2 separate regions of the Pan troglodytes genome follow, and region 2 is linked to region 1. The links are chromatin contacts, called in public HiChIP or PLAC-seq maps. All regions are on one chromosome and are shown on one strand. Each heading gives the region's core, a stretch centred on a gene start, on an enhancer-like site or on the middle of the called end of the contact. The rest is flanking DNA. Distances are from core to core; before and after follow the strand shown. Region 1 holds the start of FNTB (farnesyltransferase, CAAX box, beta). Region 2 holds the start of LOC134808364.

What was found. HiChIP or PLAC-seq counts read pairs in DNA pulled down with a chosen protein or histone mark.
Region 2: an H3K4me3 HiChIP or PLAC-seq map of stem cell-derived excitatory neurons shows a contact between it and region 1, with 2.6 times the contacts expected there. The contact joins the promoter of LOC134808364 here to the promoter of FNTB in region 1. A contact is called at or near these places in 1 of 7 Hi-C or Micro-C datasets (stem cell-derived neural progenitor cells) and 1 of 1 datasets of contacts at active chromatin or transcription factors (stem cell-derived excitatory neurons).

What each region holds. Positions count from the first base shown.
Region 1 is chr15:62,962,505-62,967,378 of NHGRI_mPanTro3-v2.0_pri, reverse strand. It overlaps FNTB (farnesyltransferase, CAAX box, beta), which reads right to left and starts at 2,624. Exons shown (of 12, transcript NM_001302412.1): 1 at 2,259-2,624. The coding sequence starts at 2,402.
Region 2 is chr15:63,388,836-63,394,311 of NHGRI_mPanTro3-v2.0_pri, reverse strand. It overlaps LOC134808364, which reads left to right and starts at 3,617. Exons shown (of 1, transcript XM_063793560.1): 1 at 3,617-5,476. The coding sequence starts at 4,229. The coding sequence ends at 4,756. It also overlaps a transcript of FUT8 not described here.

The DNA of each region.
Region 1 (4,874 bases), core at 1,375-3,874:
CACCCACCTCAGCTTCCCAAGTAGCTGGGACTACAGGTGCATGCCACCACGCTCAGCTACTTTTTTTTTTTTTTTTTTTTGGTAGAGACGGGGTCTTGCTATATTGCCCAAGTTGGTCTCCTGGGCTCAGGTGATCTTCCCGCCTCGAACTCCCAAAGTGCTGGGATTACAGGTGTCAGCCATCAATTTGTTTTTACTGGCAATGGCACAAAATTGAGCTATCAGTAAATGGAAGCTTTAGTTAAAACTGAAAGAGTAATAGTATATCCTCTGTAAACAACTCCTCCTAACAAGGTTGTTACTTTTGATGAATGTATCATTAACCTACCAATGTGGTAGGTCTCTAAACCTCAGTCTTCTCATCCATAAAAAGTGAAAGGATTGAATGATACCACATATGGAGAGCATTTAGCACTGTGCTGAGACTCAATAAATGGTCACTAACATGATTATTAAAACAGTGAGGCAGGCCACAAAAATGAGATACAACATTATCATCCTACTACCTGAAACTGTTCATCCTAGACTCTAATAATGTGTGCTGGAATAACAACATGAAAAAGAAATATAAGATTCTTTACTGTCTGCCATACCGTTGGGTCTAGATTTGAAAGATGCTCGCACCAGGAGCAGTGGCTCACGACTGTAATCCCAGCACTCTGGGAGGCCGAGGAGGGCAGATCACTGGAGGTCAGGAGTTCCAAACCAGCCTGGCCACATGGTGAAACCTGTCTCTACTAAAATACAAAAATTAGCCAGGCGTGGTGGTGGGCGCCTGTAGTCTCAGCTACTCTGGAGGCTGAGGCAGGAGAATGGCGTGAACCCGGGAGGCGGAGGGTGCAGTAAGCCACTGCATCCCAGCCTGGCAACAGGGCGAGACCCCATCTCAAAAAAAAAAAAAAAAAAAAAAAAGGCAATCCCATAGTCTAAGGTCAGATAATAAGTAAAACACTTGACCTGAATCAACTCAGCAATCAATCATTTAGGAATTCTGCAAAGATCCTGTAGGTTTTTCATCAATGGGAAATTTCTTTACAATCTTTTGCAGTCAGCCTTCCCTGGGACACACTGGTAGGCAAACCAACCTGGAGAATTAGCTAGATTCGAGAGGTGAGGATTTCCTTTGCTACCCTAAATTCCATGAAGTTTAAATCTCCAGTTAAAATATTTTCTCTGCTACTTTGTGAATAATCACGTATCAAGCCCTTGTTTCTGTTATAAATTTATAATTCTATTTAGTCATAACTGTACAGTAAAACAATTATTGTTACTAATTTTGCCAAAGTACAGGCTTCCAACTTAAAGTAGGAAATACAAAACAGGTCTCTCCAAGGTAAAGCCTGGAGACTGATCTCACTAAGAGATCTTATTTCAGTAAGCAGCAGAATGTTCATTTATTAGTGTTAAGAATTATCCTAACCACTTCTCCTAGGGACAGATGGATAAACAGTTCCACATAGCAACCTTGGGAACAATTCCAATTAGGGAATAAGAAGAAAAACAAAACTATGGTTTTGGGCATATGAATATATACTCATTCGCCAAACACTTTTCAAAATGATAGGTTCGATCCTACTTCTAGGCCTTAGGGAATGATTAGTAGTCCAAAATCCATTCTTTCTATTAGATCACTTTCCAAACTGTTTTCCTGCCTGTCCCCCAACCAGGCTCCTGGTCAGGAGCTGTTTTATTTCCTTGTACTTCTATCGTTTAATATTGTGTCCGACACGTAGCTGGTGCTCAAATGGCTGAATGACTACCAAAATGCCCACCCACGAGGCGGGCCCCCAAACCTGGCACTGTAGGTCAAAAATTAAACAGATCGTGAAACGGCATGACAGCAGCCTGGCCCTGCTCTCTGCCTCCAGAAGCTGAGGGCAGGTTGGGAAAAGTGCACTATGCACCCCAGAACCTCCCGAAGTACTGGCAGAACAGAGTGGGCTGTCCGACCCGCACGGGCTGCCTCTGTCCTCCAGGCATAGAACACGATTCTTCTCGTTCTTTAGGGCAGAGGGGACCCGGCTACTGCCCTCTCCTCCAAGCCCAACCTTGAAACGACCCTTCCCCAAGCTGGCCGCGCAAACGCTCCACGACGAAGCCCAAGCCTGGGCGCCCGGAGCTTCCCAGAGGAAAGGCGCCGCGGTGCGCTGTGGGAGTCGTAGTTCCCCGGTGAGTTCCGCACCCGGGCGGCCCTGCGAATGGGACTCGCGCTCCCAGAACACATCGCGCGGGCGCCTCGCCCAGTCCTGCCACCTCACCTGTTCTATGGACGTGACTGTTTCCACCGAGTCGTCCTGCAACCGCTCTCGCGCGTGCTCGGGCCTCAGACTGTACAGCGGCTCTGACCAGACGGGGGAGGAAGATGGAGGGCAATAGTAGGTGAAAGAACTCGGAGAAGCCATGATCAGGAGAGCAGCAGACAGTGTGTAGGACTCTGCTTCGTTAAGCAACAACGCGCATTGAAACTCGAGCGGGCTAAAGCGCTACGGCGAGCGGATAGAGGCAAAAAGATTTTGAACGCGAATGTCTCCTCCCGCCTACCCGTCTTTCGAGTGAGTTACTGAGATGCTGCCGCCCCCCATTGGGCAGAGGAGCTGCTGCAAGAGCGTAGAGTCCTGAAGCGCAAGGGTGTCTACATCCGAATTTCATTTCAGCGAGATGGCGTAGGACGCCTCGGTTTGTTACGCAAATTGTTAAAGAACTTTAACATTCTGCTAATTCTCACTTAATTGTAATGCAATCGTTTGCAATTTCAGGTGCCCAAGAACCCAATGAATGTTAAGTTTGAAAGCATTTCTGACAGCTCTACTGATTTGCCTCAGTCACGCAATTACTAATAGAATTATTGTGCACCTTGGGGTACTTGACAGCCTCCCAGGAGAAGGCAGCAGCTGCTCAAACGTGCAAGGACGCCGTCTCAGTATCACTCAGTGATGGAGGGAGGGGGGCATTATGATTTTCTCCTGTCTCTTGGAGGTTACACTGCAGTAGCAAGAACTGAAATGCAGTAGAAGGAACAAGGATAAGTGAAATAGACAGTCAGTCCGCAGATATTTATGGAACACCTGCTATGTGTCAGGCATTGTGCTAGGTTCTAGGAATACAAAAGTGAACAAAACGAAGTCCCTTCCCTTGGAAACCTTACATTCTAAGAAAATCGACAGAATTGAATGTATCCAACACAATAAATATATGAAGACTTGTGATAAATTATATGAAGGAAAATAACAGGGTCTATGAGAGAGACTAAAGGGGTAAGAAACTAATTGAATTGTATGGTCAGGCCAAGCCTCTCTAAATGACCTTTCATTTGAGATCCGAAGGATGACGAGGAGTCATCCAGAAGAACAGTATGGGAAAGAACTCCTGAAAAAGGAAGAAACAGCAACTTTTAGAAGACATGTGCTGGGCACGGTGGCTCACGCCTGTAACCCCAGCACTTTGGGAGGCTGAGGCAGGAGGATCACTTGAGGAGTTAGAACATCCTGGGCAACATAGCAAGACCTCATCTCTATTAAATATCAAAAAAATTAGCCGGGCGTGGTGGCGCATGCCTGTAGTCCCAGCTGCTCGACAGGCTAAGGTGGGAGGATCTCTTGAGCCCAAGAAGTCGAGGCTGCAGTGAGCTATGATTGTGCCACTGCACTCCAGCCTGGGTGGCAGAGCGAGACCCTGTTTCAAAAAAAAAAAAGCAAAACAAAAAAACAAACAAAAACCATAGGCTCAAGTGACCCTCCTGCCTCAACCTCCTGAGTATCTGGAACTACAGATGCTCACCACCACGCCCAGCTAGAATAAAAGAAATTCTTATTGATTCTTATGGAGTGGACTTACTCATCACACTTGCCTCCAGAACAACCAAGTTTAAAGTTGTGATTTTTAGGAAAACGCTGCTACCTTTGGACAAGCAATAGAAGAGAATTTATTTTAGGGCATGCATCAAAAGTACTACACCAAAAATTATAATACCAAGAGATTAAACTGGGGGAGTTATGTAGGAGATTATAGAAGGTATGATAATAACAGACATTCCGGGTACACTTGGAGACAAGCTTTACTTCCTGCTCAGAGCATTTCACTCTGTTCCCACTCCATTCCATGTCACATGTCTAGGATCCAGGGATTATAGACCAGAGTGACATTTGACAACCAGCCATTCCCCTGTTCTCAGTCTCTGGTAGAAAATAGAAGCACTCACAAAACTTTCAAAGATGAGGCTGGGCTGGCCTAAAGACCTCAGGTGGATAAATACTACCACCATGTCCATTTTAGTGGTACTGTTGCTGAACTAAGACCTAGAGGCACCAGAATATTACCAAATCTGGAAATAAGGGGACAGTATGGGTTAGGACCCATGGATAAGGCTGCACAATGTGAAATGGTCTCATTATACTGCCCCCTGTATTGGCATCTTACTGTCTTTCCCTTAGTTATATTTTGGGAAATAAATGGTCTGATAAGGTCAGGGTTATATCTAAGGATTCAGCCTTTGTCACAAAGAGTTTCTTTGCAGGAGAGCTGGAAACTTAACGCTTCAATCCTGAAGACTGTGCTATTGAAAGAATAGCTGGGACAGTTTTGTGACAAATTGTTGCATCTGTCACAGATGCACCTAAAGCAATTGCAAACTGTATTTTAGAAATAAAAATTCATCTCTGAAATTCAGTCTCCTCTGCAGTGGGATCCGAAAGATGTGAATAGGAACATGGGCAAGAGTCTCCGGCCCGATAGTGTGTTCTCATTCAATTAATGTTTATTGAGTACAGGGTAAGTGCCGGGCACTGAGCTAAGTGCTAAGGAGACAGCAGTGAACAAGCCAGACACAGTCTCTGCCATTATGGGTCTCATGACTTACCAGAAAAAACATTAAACAG
Region 2 (5,476 bases), core at 2,368-4,867, 430 kb before region 1:
TGGGGAAAGGAAAAAATGCCAGGAGATTAGAATGTTGAAAGAAAGAGAAGTTGAGATTTGAAACTAATCCATTTTTTAAAAATCTTACGACCAAGCATGGTAGCTCACGCCTGTGGGAGGCCAAGGTGGGATGATCACTTGAGGCCAGGAATTCAAGACCAGCCTGCGCAACATGGTAAGACCCTGTCTTTTAAACTTAGAAACAAACAAACAAAAATCTTTTTAATAAAATAAAGGAGCCGGGTACAGTGACTCACGCCTGTAATCCCAGCATTTTAGGAGGCCAAGGTGTGAGGACCACTTGACCCCAGGAGTTCAAGACAAACCTGGGCAACATACCAAGGTCTCATCTCTACAAATATTAAAAAATAATTAGCCACGCATGGTGGCATGCACCCGTAATCCCAGATACTCCAGAGGCTAAGGCGGGAGAATGGCTTGAACCAGGGAGTTCAAGGCTGCAGTGAGCCATGATCACGCCACTACTGCACTCCAACCTGGGCAACATAGAGAGACAACCCCCAATCCCAATCTCAAAAAAAAAAAAAAAAAAATTAAAGAAAATAAAATGTTAAATCTACACATCCCCATATAATATTCTTCTGTTGGGGATTTTTTTACAGGTTCTTTAAAAATCAGTCGTAAATATCTTTTACTTTTAAATATGTTTAATTGTTTCACTATAACAAGCTGCAATGTAAAAAAATTCAAACTCCAAGAAAGAAACTCCATACTACATGGTAGTGAAATATGAGCCAGAGAATCAATAAGAGGATGCTACACTACTGTTGAAGACCAGAAGTTGATATCTCCTTTGAAAAGTATCAACAGAAGCAGCATTGATGCAGGGTACAAAAGTACTATAATAAAGCTGGCTGTGGTAGCACATGCCTATAGTCCCAGCTACTCAAGAGACTGAGGTAGGAGGATCGCTTGAGCCCAGGAGTTCAAGGCCAACCTGGACAAAACAGCAAGATCACATCTCTATTGGGGGAAAAAAAAAAAAAAGTACCATAATAGTAATACTTTTAGTTTCAGAGTTGTTTAAAAATCTTAATTTTATGTTTAGTAAAGTAACTTATTCAAGTTTTTTTAAATATTTACTCTTATGATTGTAAAACTTTCTTTTATATTTATCAATTTGCTATAATATGAAATGATGTATCCACCATTTAACTAAATCAAGAGATTTATTAAATGCAGTTTATCATAAATCAAAAATAACCATTAATGAAATGGAAGAATCTATTTACTTTATCAGCATTGAGATTCTATTTACATAATGAAGAGCTATGGATAATAAACAGCCCAAACACTATCTGCAAAGAAACCAATATTCCAATGATTTTAATATACATATAATTATCAGTCTCTAGGCTTGGATTTAAAGAATATGTGAATGGAAAGAAGTAAATTAACATACTAATTTATTACAGCTTAGAAACCTAAATGAAATGCCACAGGCCACAAAACAACTGCTTCGTATTCAAAGGCACACATTCAATTTGGTAGATCAGCTGGACTCACTGCATTATACTGCAGGAGATAAGGGTTAAGTGACCTGGGGATACTGTTCTCCAGATGTCTAAAAGGTCCATTTTTTTATTGGAATTATCTCTACTTTAAAAAAAAAAAAAAAAGGAATTACATCTACTTTTGATAAATACGTAGCTTACCACACAATTAATACCTTCGCCCATATAAGATTCTACTTGAAGCTTCGTTTTTGAAATTTTAGGATTGTAGCTATTATAAAAACAAAATTTAAGAACACACAACATGTACAATGGGTCAAGAATACATGCCTTAGATTCTGATGAACAGGACAAGAAGGTTAAGAAAATACTATAACATACTCTAAGTTTGGGGATACATTTTAGAGATTTTAAAATGAGAAATCCAATAAATCTTTAAGCATTTAGCTTTCCATTATTGCAGCTCATGAAAAGACTTCTTTAAACTAATTTGTAATACACAATATATTCACTCCACAAATAACTATGTACATATATATGCCCACATCAATTTCGTACTCTTTTAATTAAAAGTTTATGTTTCTTTTGGTCATAAAAATCTGGTTTTGGGTGTTTTAAAAGTTCAAACAGCTATTAAGCTATACTTTGCTTTGGCACTAGCTCCCCCTCCAGACCAATGTACTAATATAACAGCATTTTTAAAAATAATAATAAGTTAACAGGTTTTTCCAATCCACTAGCAAATTTTAAGATTCACCACTTTTAAGGACACTCCAATTGCGTAAAAATAACTGGTAAGAATTTGCAACAAAACAATGCAGGATGTAATCAGAATTACTGTTTTGTTTTGTTTTTTTCGATTCTATACGTCTTAAACAGAACTGATTTGTAGGAAAACAACTTCAGGTGACTTTTTAAATTCAAAAATATCCTCAAAATATAACCTATATAAGGCCGTACTTTATGGAAATTATTTTGAATCACTATCCTATTACACAAGACACTCTTCAAGTTAACTCACAACTTGACCAAAGATACATTTTTGCATCTGTTTCTGCAATCTATACAAGTTTCATTCCAGCTGTTCAGCTCTTGAATTCAAACAGAATTCTCAATTTATAAGGCAGCAAAAAGAAAATCCATGTCTTTGTACGTGTCTTATAGCCTATTCATCTCTAACTCCCTGCATTTTTTACACACTAAACCTGTGAAATCACAATTACAAATGCTTGAATTCCCACCTTTTCAATACTACCGTAGTATTTATAAATCAAGTAATTAAGATTTTCTATACACATAGCAGATTTCACAAGGACAGCAAGGTACAGGGCCTTATTATTTGGCATAGGGTTTTAAGATGTTTTTACAGTTATTTTAAAGAGCAGAGACTACAACTCCATTATTTCTCATATATCTGATATACTGTAGTGCTTAAATAATTTCTCTCCTAAAATACTTTCTATGTGATGCCCCTATTTAAAGAATTAGTCATAAAACATAGAATGTAAATTTAATCAAGAAAATAAACATGCACCTAACCGCCGGAATAACAAGAAAAAAAAAAAAACTATAATGAAATCTGCCTACAGTTTTCATAGAGGCAAGCCAGTTAAGTCAGTTACTTGAGATGCGTTTAACTCTAAACTGACACAAAACTTGTATTGAATTTGTTCCGCAAAACGTTGAAATTTGGGGTTATGTACTGGAGAATTTGGCTTTTCTGGGTCCACCTTCCTGAGTGGGTTTAAATAAACTGTGAATAATTAAAACATAGGAAGGAAAAAACACCACCTGTCCGTGCCTTTAACCAAGGCCTCAATCTATATTATACGGCAAAATGCTAAAATAAAAGCTCATCCGGGACAAACCCTAAGCATGACACTGCCACTTAAGAAATACACTGCGTCTCTGAAGATTGCAATCCCCACTGTGAAGAAAGAACAGGTGCTGCACCCGACAACCCACTCAATCCTGCAGGACAAACCTCCTAGAACTGATTAAATATGGACTCATTTAACCTTCCCAAATAAGTTGATACTCAAAAGCCGCCAGCTCGTCATTTGCACATCAAAAGGGAGTACAGCTGCACTCAAGCCTTTAACTGCCCTGCATCAGTCCCTCGCGGATCTTTGTGCGGGTCCACTCCCTGCTTTCTAGCCCGAGCAGCACTCAGAGAGAGCCCATAACGCACGGGCATCTTCCTCCCCACAAACCGCGACTCCAGGGACCGAGCTGCTGACGAAGGGAAGGTAGGTGTGGAGGGGAAACGACGGACACCTCCCACCCCCGCCCCCAACCCTTCTCCTTCCCTAGGCTTTGGCCCCTGCCCTAGGCAAGGATGCGCGACGCGGAGGGCAGCAGCGGCGCAGCTCCGCGTCCCGGCTGGAGAGGCGGGCGCCCCTCACCCTCTGCCCGCGCCCCCGGGGCTGCGCCAAGGCATCCGCCAGAGCGTCCCGGGGGCTCCCTCCCCACTTTTCCGAGAGCCGCTGGTTAACCGGCAGCAGTTGCAGCAACAGGCCCGGGGGTCGCCCGGGGAAACGAGCAGGGACAGCCGCGGAGCCTCCTCAGATCCCGCGCGCAGCCCAGCCCAGCCCAAGACCCCGAGGCGCGCGGGGCCCGGCTCCCAAAACGCCCCCTTACCCCAGGCGGGAGCAGAGGCGGTCTCCGCCGCTCCCCGTCGCAGCTGCCAAAGCCACAGCCCTCAGCCGCAGCTGCCCCACGCTGGGGGAGTGGGAAGGGTGGCTGAGTGGAGGATGCTACTCCCGACCGAACGGAGAGGAAGAAACGGAAACAGGAACCGCCGCCGCCGCTTAACGGAGCCTTCGGCGCCACTGACTGAGGCAGAGCGCGAGGCGGCGCGAGCCGGGCAGTCGCTGACAGCGCGAGACCGAGAGCGAGCCGGGTCCAGGGCGCGCGACCCTGAGCAGTGCCGGCCCCATTCCGCGGGGAGAGGAAGGGACGGGTCGGCTGGGGCCAGGCGGCGGGGGCGGGATGGGGAGGGGGCCTGGAGCGGAGGGAACCGGCTCCTCGGGTCGGCCGGAGATAACGCGCGCACGCGCCGGAGCGGCTCTGACAACGAGCGCAGGCGGGGAAGCCTCGGCCAGCGCCGGCGTGCGCGCGCGAATGGGGGCGCGCGCCCCTCGGCGTTCCTGGCTTCTGAGAGAGGGCGCGCATGCGCCGGCCGCTGCCACCTACGGCGACCCTGGCATGTGCCAGGGCTTCTCCCCGCCCCCTTCCTCGCTGCGCCGGTGGAGAGCGTAGCAGCAGCATCCACCGCCTAGCAGAGCCGCGGGCCACAGCGGGACGGCACAGTTCCAGCAGGGCAGCGGCTGCGCACGCCGGCGCCGGCTCGCACACAGGCGTAGGCCGCCCTCTACCGCCTGAAGGCCGAAGGCTGAGCGGGGCGCGAGCGGATCCCGGGAGGAGACCCGCCTCCAGAGAATGCAGTGCTCCCTACAGCGCGGGGAATGGACCGGCCCGTGCCAGCTCAGTCGGCGGCCCTAGGGGGCACCCGCACTAGAGGTTTTGAGGCTGGCTCCTTGCTACTTTTAGGGGTGCGCGCTGCTGCTGCTCAGCCCCTGCAGCCCGCATTTGGCCGCTTGACTGCTGCTTCCAGCGCGATCCTACAATGGCATCGCTCCCCCAGGAGACTCAGCGAAGCCCTACTTTATCTTGTAAGAGCTGTTTCCACATTCACTCGAAGAGAAAGACCCCCCCCACGAGGGCCTGAGTTCGATGCCCGGCCTCTCCCGACCCGCGGCTGCGACAGCCCCTCTGAGGCGGAAGTTTATTCAGTACGGGAAAGAGAACAGCACGGGGAGAGGGGAGAGGCTTTGCCCTAGGATGCGTCCTACCCGCTCGGACTCGGAAAATTCCCGGCGCCCGCGATGCAGAGCAGTGGACCGAAGGGCTGCCCCAGAGCAGCCCAGACCGCCAGCTGAGCGGGAGGACCTGAGCGCGCCGCCCCAGCACACAAAGTAGTCGCGGGACGAGGGGTGCCG